Regions from separate parts of the Sus scrofa genome. Here region 1 is linked to region 2. Evidence: chromatin contacts called from public Hi-C data. All regions are on one chromosome and are shown on one strand. The core of a region is the stretch at or near the end of the contact, and the rest is flanking DNA. Distances in the headings are between cores, read along the strand shown. Region 1 has its middle 130 kb from the start of PDP1. Region 2 has its middle 59 kb from the start of GEM.

Evidence for each region. Hi-C and Micro-C count contacts between places; a contact is called where the count stands out from the background.
Region 1: a contact with region 2 is called in a Hi-C map of liver, with 1.6 times the contacts expected there. The contact joins two enhancer-like sites. A contact is called at or near these places in 5 of 47 Hi-C or Micro-C datasets (embryonic fibroblasts, heart right ventricle, liver and 1 more) and 1 of 2 datasets of contacts at active chromatin or transcription factors (skeletal muscle).

What each region holds. Positions count from the first base shown.
Region 1 is chr4:42,643,251-42,647,865 of Sscrofa11.1, reverse strand. No RefSeq gene overlaps it. Among named protein-coding and RNA genes, the nearest start is that of PDP1, 130 kb to the left of the region's middle. Within about 2 kb of position 2,470, at least 4 of the 83 cell types and tissues checked have an H3K27ac peak or open chromatin away from gene starts, as enhancers often do. A contact at or near this core is called in liver, where this site is marked.
Region 2 is chr4:42,397,033-42,401,673 of Sscrofa11.1, reverse strand. No RefSeq gene overlaps it. Among named protein-coding and RNA genes, the nearest start is that of GEM, 59 kb to the left of the region's middle. Within about 2 kb of position 2,058, at least 1 of the 83 cell types and tissues checked has an H3K27ac peak or open chromatin away from gene starts, as enhancers often do. A contact at or near this core is called in liver, where this site is marked.

The DNA.
Region 1 (4,615 bases), core at 1,221-3,720, 250 kb before region 2:
CCCAACCTGGATGAGGGTCAGGGCTGGTGATGTGCCTGTTAGCTTCGGGGCTGGAAACAGTGTCAGGAAGTCAAAGAGAAAACTCATGGACTCCAGGCAGAAACGAAGCAATATGATGGCAAAACCCATTGGTCAAAACAAGAAGAAAAGAGTGGTTATGGCTGAGGTCCCACTGCGTATGTGAAGGCACAAGTCCTAGCAGGTGTCAACACCAAGGAGAAGCAGCAGCACTGGCACCTCAGCAGTGCACTTGAGTCCCAACGACACTACGATGATACCATTCTAATGCCCATTTTACAGATGCAGAAACTGAGGCTGAGAGAGATGTAGTGATTTGCCCTTGTCCTACAGCTGGTAGGTGATGGAGATAAGATTTAAATCCTAGTAGTTCAGCTCTAGAGCCAGGAACTCTGCTAACGATGGAGTTGACGCCTTCACTGCATCAACTACTTACTTGCCCCTAAGAGACATGTGATTATAAATCGAGGCAAGAGGTTCAAAGAGGAGAAAGGCAGCTGGTAACTCTAGGATACTTGCTCTGCGGGGTTAGGTAAAGCTTTCCTGATAACGTGAAATGAGATCTAAATACTGAGTTATTGAGATAAAAGCCTGGAGGGAGGGAATTGAAGAGAAGAAGAGAGTTCCAGATAGAGGGCATAGCCTGTGTCAAGTTTCTGCGGCAAAGAGAGAATGTTGAATTTGAGAAAACCCCGCATAGCCAGTGCTGATGGAGCTTAGGGACAGTGTGAGGCAGTGACAGAATCTCTTGGAGGTTTGTAGAGATTGGGAAGACTCCGTCCCTGGGATCCAGGGTAAAGATGTGCTCTGGCATGGAGGACCCCGGCTTTCTGTAGGAATGTCACGTGATCGTGTCGCTCTGCTTGCCCGGGCATCGATATGTGTTGGTTTTGTTCTTCCTCTCCCAGGTCCCCATTCTTCCCTTCTGCTCGATTCCTGACTCTGTGGCTCAGAGAGAGGTGGGCAACAATGCTCAGTTTGCACACAGCACTGGCTGCGGTGGGCCAGTTCCTCGGCACTCTTTGTAAAAGACCCCCTGCCCCCTCCCGCCTCCTCCTGTTGAGAATGACTCACCACAGCAGAGAGACAGACAGATGACCTGTCTTTGGCCAAGGCCAATAGCACATTGTGTTGCAGAGCCTGTTGGCTTTCCCATCCTGGCTTTTCAAAAGCAATTCAAATAAAGATGAACCAGGTGCCAGGTCCATTGATCTGCGTCTGTTAGAATTGAGGTGGATGCCAGCCATGTCCCCATTTGGCACCACTCTTCCAGGCTGTGCCAGGAAGGCGCAGGAGAATGTCTACCAGGTGTGTGATGGAAAGCTGGCTGTCTGGCTTGCACTCGCTTTGTTTATCTGGGTCTCTGCACAGTGGCACTGCCTCCATCCACCACAGAATGGCTCTGCTCAGCTTGTTCGATTTTGGCATTTTAACTTGTTTTTCATTTCTGTGAGCAAGAGAAGGTTATTTGTTTAATAATCAGAGGTCGATGGGTTATTCCAGAACATTCTGTTAGCATTACAGGATCACTCCTTGACTTTTAGAAATAAAGAAAACAGACATTCAGGGAATGGTGAAGACTTAGCTTAGGAACTGCAGTGAAATGAAAGAGGCTTACTAGCATTTGGGGAGGGACCCTCTAAACCTCCTTGGAAACTTGACTGGCTTTATGGGACTCAGGGCTGTTACAGCAGAGCTGTTTCTTTACCTAGCTGCTGAAAAATATACAGAAAAAAATACTTACTAATCATCTAGCATTGAGCCCAGCCCTCAATTCCAGCCCAGGTCTGGAATCTCAGCATGAGGGGCTCCCAACGATGGTGGGACAGATGTTGACCCGTGGTTACCTCCAAGGAACCTCCAAAGACCCTACTTGCCCAAGACATGATGAGAGCAGAGCAAAAGCCAAGCACCTTTGTAAGGAGGGCATGGGGAGGTCAGAAAAAAACCCTCAGAAGTCTCTCTGATCCTCACCTCTTCACGAAGGCCTTGTGTAAGCCTTTCACTTCGAAGAGAATTTCTTTACAACGCTTTATGATTTAAAGTCTCCTTTCTCTACTGTCATTGCGGCTATGTGTCCTCACTAGAGAAGGAGGTTTCTAACTGGGCTCCTGGCTTAGTAGTAATAAACATTTATTGAGTTCTTACCAGGAGCTGGTCGTCGCCCTAAGTAAGCTCTATCCCATTCAATTTTAGAACAATCCCATGAGGCAGCTTTTATTCCCGTTCCCCCTTAGAGGTAAGATATCCAAGACCTGGAGGAATTAAGCAGATTGCCCAAAGTCCCACTGTTAGGGCAGGGGGGCTGAAAAATGGGCAATCTGATGGCAGAGACCTTGCTCCAAACCAGGAGTCAGCAAACTATGGCCATTGGGCCAAATCTGGCCCACTGCTTGTTTTAGTAAATAAAGTTTTACTTTATTGGAACATAGCCACTCCCATTTGTTTACTCTTGTCTATGGCTGTTCTCATGCTGCAGAGGCAGTGTTGGGTAGCTGTGACAGAGACTCTATGGGCCTAACATTTACTCTCTGACTCTTTTCAGAAAAAGTTCGCTGACCCCTGCTCTCCATCAGCCTCCCTTTCAATTAAACCAAAGTCTCCCAGAGGGCACAGACTACCTCATTCATCCTGGCTGTCCCCTTGGCCTCCAACCTGGGAGATCCCATTATTGATGGTTACACTTCACTGGACCTTAAAATGCTTGCTCAATTAAATGGATTTAATCTCTATTTAAACAATCCTAAACCTCCTCCTAAAAATGTAGAAATTCAGGCAAAAATCATATTTGCTGCAACCTTCATTAGGTGAGACAAATCCCAGAGGTCAAGACTGATGGCTCTAATGGCACAACAAGGACAGCCCTAAATTTAAGTGCGTGCTACACTTGTAGCAATCTCTTTTAAAAATGAGTTATTCTGTGAATAGCTCTGCAATAAACTGCCTGGAAGAAAAAAAAAAGACAATATATCTTTCAGCATTTTGGAAACTGGAAAGTACACATAAGCAAAACCTCAAGGAGACAAGAATAAATAAAAGCCTACGCTAAGTCCCTGGCGTCTTGCGGGCAGCCCAGGAAGGAAATAGAAGCAAAGGATGAGACATAAAGTGGGTGATTCTTTCCAGCAGTGGGAAGGGGATGTGGCCAGTAGGCACTTAGTCAGATCTGGAAAGGCTTGCCCATTGTGGGGGTGCCTCTGAACTAGGTGAGATCACACTCCCCAACCCTATTTAGTCTTTCTCTTGGGGTTTGCCCTATTTGGGCTCACAAGGACGGCAGTGGTGTAAGAAGAAGAAAACTGGGCTGTTATGGGAGATCTGGGGTCAAGTCCCAGCCTTTTCATGCCCTGGTGACTTCCTGGCCATGTCACCTGGCCCAGAACCTGATGCTAAGTCAATGAAGAAATGTTGAGCATAGCAAGAAATTCAAGCACTGGAGCCAGATGGCGCTGTGTTCAAATCCCAGCTCTGCCTTTACTTCCAATGTCTTCTGCAAGGCAGGAACTACGTTTTAGTCATCCTTGCATTCCTGCCGCCTAGTAAATAAGAGGTGCTCAACACTGAATGAATGAATCTCTTTAAACCTTGGAGTTACTGTGAACATTAAATGAGAAAATGAACGTCAAGCCCAAGCATTTAGCAAGTGCTCAAAAGTATTGTGAAGATGATGATGATGGGACTAATGAAACTGATGTACAATCAGCTTTTTTTGTGCCTCAATTTCCTTGACTATAAAATGGAATAAGAATAGTCATTTGACTGAATCACCTGCTTGTAAGAAATTAGGGACAGTATGAATACAAAAATCATTTTTTTTTCCTTCCACAGAAATTTTTACCTACCCTTCTTAGAGCACTTGCTATACTATATCACATTTACTTGTTTCCAATTGTTTTCTCACCCAGCACAGTGGCCAGAAAATAGTGGATACTTAATAAATGTATGCTAGGTTAATAGCTTTTGTAATACATAGAGAGTAGCATAAGCAGGAAAAATGACACTATAAAAATATAACTTTCAGTTTTCAATGTAGTGAACATTCAAGTAATGCTACAAAGAATCTTTACAAACAGAAAGCAAATGGCTTACAATTTATATGTTTTATACCAATGCATAAATGTATTAATATTCTCCTGCATTTGCCAGTTTCTGGGGTTTTCCCATCTACAGAGTCAGCATTTCAGATCAGTGTGCCTTTCAGATATTGGTTCATGTCTTTCCTGAAGTGGAAAATAATTTTTATTTTTTGTCTGGACTTTTTTTTGATATCATTTGAATCATTTCATCTATGTCAGTAACATTTCCAGATTTGGTTAATTTTTTTAAATTACTCAATGAGTTGTATTACATTTATAGTTGTACAATGATCATCACAACCCAATTTTACAGGATTTTCATCCCACAACCCCAGTGCATCCTCCCACCCCCCGAACTGTCTCCTTTGGAAACCGTAAGTCTGTGAGTCAGTATCTGTTCTGCAAAGAAGTCCATTGTGTTCTTTTTAAGATTCCGCATGTAGGTAATAGCATTTGATGTTGGTGTCTCATTGTCTGACTGACTTCACTTAGCATGATAATTTCTAGGTCCGTGTTGCTGC
Region 2 (4,641 bases), core at 809-3,308:
GGTCAAATCAGAGCCGTAGCTGCCCGCCTACGGCACAGCCACAGCAACATGGGAGCCATGTAAAAGAGTGATAACAATGTCTATCTTACAGAATTCCTGAGAACACTGAATGAGATCACATATATAAAAAAGCCTGGGAGTTCCTGTTGTGGCTCAGCTTTGATTCGACCCCCTAGCCTGGGAATTTCCATATGCTATGGGTTCGGCCATAAAAAAATTTTTAAAGAAAGCCTAGCCCAGAATGGGTATTCAATTAATATTCATTGATCAGATTGGAGATAGTAATTCTGTTTCTACCAATTGTTCCCTCTCCTATGGATTAAGCTAATTTTTGCATAGTTGGGGCTATCTTGTTCTTTCTTACAAAAAGAAAAATCTCTCTTAAGTTACTAAGAGTTTTATAAACAATTTAAGAAGTGAGACAATTTCTGCTAAAATTTGGATAATTTGGTGTCCCTTGTTCCTGGCACACCAACATACACAATAAAAAAATTAAATTAAAAAAGAATTTCCCCTTTGTCCCTGACTTCTTGTCCTGCGCCACCTCCCAAAAGCTCCCTATTCCATTCATGCTGTTTCCCGAGACCTTATTTATTGGTTTGATTAAATAAAGGTAGGTTCAGAAAGCACAATACTGCCAACAAAGTTTAAATTCTGAAAAGTATAGATCATTTCCTCCCTTGTGACTAGAATTAAGAGAATTTAAATTCTTTGTGTGTATGTCTTTTTAGGGCCACATCCGCAGCATATAGAGATTCCCAGGCTAGGGGTCAATCAGAGCTACAGCTGCTGGCCTACGCCATAGCCACAGCAACACTGGATCTGAGCCACATCTGCGACCTACACCACAGCTCACAGCAACACCAGATCTTTAAACCACTGAGCCAGGCCAGGGATTGAACCCATGTCCTCGGGTTCATTAAATGCTGAGCCATGATGGGAACTCCAAGAGAATATTTTTTAAACCTCTTTCTTTAAACAAGTGAAGTAACTATTTAAACCATTATGTGACATTGATGTAATTATAGGAGTTGGGGTGGGAGGCTGGAGATTCATGCATCTCAGAAAGTACACAAGATGTAGCTATAGATTCTCATACAAAGTGAAGTCAGAAAGAGAAAGACAAATACCATATGATATCATATGTAGAATCTAAAATATGACACAAATGAACCTGTCTACAGAACAGAAACAGACTCACAGACATGGAAAACAGACTGGTAGTAGCCAAGGGGGAGAGGGAGGGAGTGGGATTGAAGGAGAGTTTGGGATTAGTAGATGCAAAGTATTACATTTAGAATGGATAACAAACAAGGTCCTACTGTATAGCACAGGGAAATATGTCCTGGGACAGATCATGATGGGAAAGATATTAAAAGTATATATATATATACATATATATATATATATATGTATATATATATATGACTGAGTCACTTTGCTATATAACAGAAACTGGCATGACATTGTAAATTTTTTTTAAATTTTACCCCAAGTTGATCCATTGGGGTACTGGGGGGGAAAAAATAGAATTTCAATTCAATTAGCACAAAAGCAAATGTACATAGAATAGAAATAAATTCTATATATTGGAAGGCAAACCCCAAAACTGTGATGGAATTACAATTTTCATAATAAAAAATGTTTGGAGATCATTGACTTAAATTGTGTATTTATTGTCATAAGTTTCCCATTATTCTTAAATCCAAAACTTACCATGACATTTCAACTTCATTACTTTGGGTCTGTAATCAGAATTACTCACATAAAAGCTACATACACAGTTTTAGCAGGTCTGTTAACTTTATTACACTTATGGAGAGGATAGAAGTGGAAGGGAAGGGACTAGAGGATTAAAATTGTTTAAATCTCCAGAAAATAACTTCATCATCTCATGTCTGCTAACATTTCTATGACTAGCACCCCAATATTAGCCAAAGTAGATGAAAACTTGTGAAAACATGAGTTTTGTCAGCCAATGTAGAACTATACACAAACACTAAGTCCAACCTGAGTCTACAGAGACCAGCTTTCTCCCAGGGTAACAAAAGGCTCTGCTCTCTTTGCCTGCTGGCTCCTCCTGGACGCTGACCTGTGCATGGTCATTGACTCTTGGCTCCTAGAGTTTGTTTGTAATTATCTGTTCTGCTGCCCTTTGCTTGTCCAGTTTTTAAAAAAATAAAGTATATTACCTAAAGAGACAAAAGACCTATACTCTGAAAACTATAAGATGTGATGAAAGAAATCAAAGACAACACAAACATTTGGAAAGATATACGATGCTCTTGGATTGGAATAATCAATATTGTCAAAATGACTATACTGCCCCAGGAAATCTACAGATTCAATGCAATCTCTAACAAATTAAAAAGGACATTCTTCGTAGAACTAGAACAGAATATTTTAAAATTTATACAGAAATGCAAGAGACCCTGACTAGCCAAAGCAATATTGAAAAAGAAAAATGAAAATGGGAGAATCAAGCTTTCTGACTTTAGACAACACTAAAAATTTATGGTCATCAAAACAATATGGTACCGGCACAAAAACAGAAATATAGATCAATGGAACAGGATAGAAAGCCCAGAAATAAACCTAAGCACCATGGTCAACTAATCTATAACAAATGAGGCAAGTACATACAGTGGAAGAAAGACAGTCTCTTCAATAAATGGTGCTGGGAAAACTGGACAGCTACATGTAAAAGAATAAAAGAATGCAAATGAAAACTACAATGAGGTGCCACCTCACACCAGTCAGAACAGCCATCATTAGTAAGTCTACAAATAGCAAATGCTGAAGAGGGTGTGGAGAAAAAGGTACCCCTCTTACACTGTTGGTGGGAATGTAAATTGGTACAACCACTGTGGAAAACAGTATGGAGGTACCTCAGAAAACTAAATATAGAACTACCATATGATCCAGCAATCTCACTCCTGGGCATATATCTGGACAAAACTTTCATTGAAAAAGATACAAGCACCCCTATGTTCATTATGCACTATTCACAATAGCCAAGACATGGAAACAACCCAAATGTCCATCAACAGATGAATGAATTAAGATGTGGTACATATATACAGTGGAATATTACTCAGCCATAAAAAGACAAACTGATGCCATTTGCAGCAACATGGATGAAACTAGTACTAGTACTTACTTCATACTAAGTGAAGTAATCCAGAAAGAAAAAGACAATTACTATATAATTTATTTGTGGGATCTAAAATATGGAATAGATGATCCTATCTAAAACAAAAACAGAAACAGATCATGGCCAAGCAGAGCAGACTTGGGGTTCCCATGAGAGAAGAGGGAGTGAGTGGGATGGATGGGAATTTGGGGGGTTTTTTGGATGCAACTGTTATATTTGGAATGGATGCACAATGGGCCATACTGTACAGCACAAGGAACTGTGTGTGATTGGGTCACTTTGTTATACAACAGAACTTGAAGAAACATTGTAAGTCAACTATACTTTAATAAAAAAATTTTTTAAATTTAAGTATAGTTGACATATTACATTAGTTTTAGGTATACAGCACAGTGATTCAGTATTTTCACAGATTTTATTCCATTAAAAGTTTAAAAATTATTGCAGATAATGACTATAATTCCCTGGGCTATACTATAAGTATAGTACAGAATTACTGTGCTATATATATATTTATTCTCTCTCTTTTTTTTTTTTTTTTTTTTTTTTTGTCTTTCTAGGGCTGCACCCATGGCACACAGAGGTTCCGAGGCCAGGGGTCCAATCAGAGCTGTAGCCGCCAGCCCACACCAAAGCCACAGCAATGCAGGATCCAGGCCACATCTGCGACCTACACCACAGCCCAGGGCAACACCGGATCCTTAACCTGAAATTGAACCCTCATCCTCATGGATGCTAGTCGGGTTTGTTAATGGCTGAGACATGACAGGAACTCCTTTCCTATATATTTGTTCTTGCTGCTTATCTATTTTATACATAGTAATTTGTATCTCTTAATCCCATATTCCAATTTTGTCCCCACCCTCTTCCTTTCACCTCTGGTAACCACTAGTTTGTTTTCTGTCTGTGAGTCTGTTTCTGTTTTGCATATAAATTCATCTGTATTATTTTTTAGATTCCGCATGTAAATATCACACTGTCTTTTTCTGTCTCACTTATTTCACTAAACACAATATTCTCTAGGTCCATCTATGTTGCTGCAAATGGCTTGTCCACTCCTTAAAAAGGTGTTAAGTCATAACCAGGGGCCCAAGGATGCCCTAGGCTTGTGTTGAGTTGTAGGTCACTGATTGAATTTGCCTAAACAGAGCAGTTACATGAGATCTCCTAAGAGGAATGTTTTTGGTAAATATTTTATATTTTAAAATTCTCCTTCACTTCATTATTGAAGCTTCTCACTCACCTGTCTAGCCATCCAGGCACAAATTTAGGTTCAGTGTCGATTGCCTGCAAGTGCCTAGAATGTGGTAGACACCTCTACTTCCATGTGCAGTTCACAGCCCCACACTCAAGGCTACCCAAGACCCATTAAACCTTGTTTCTGAGCATGCTCATCATCTGGGAAGTATTTCCTTTCTGCTAGCTGAATAACCATTGTTAATAACAAGGCCACTAATGAGTCAGTCCTGGTCTTGTTTGGACAAGTC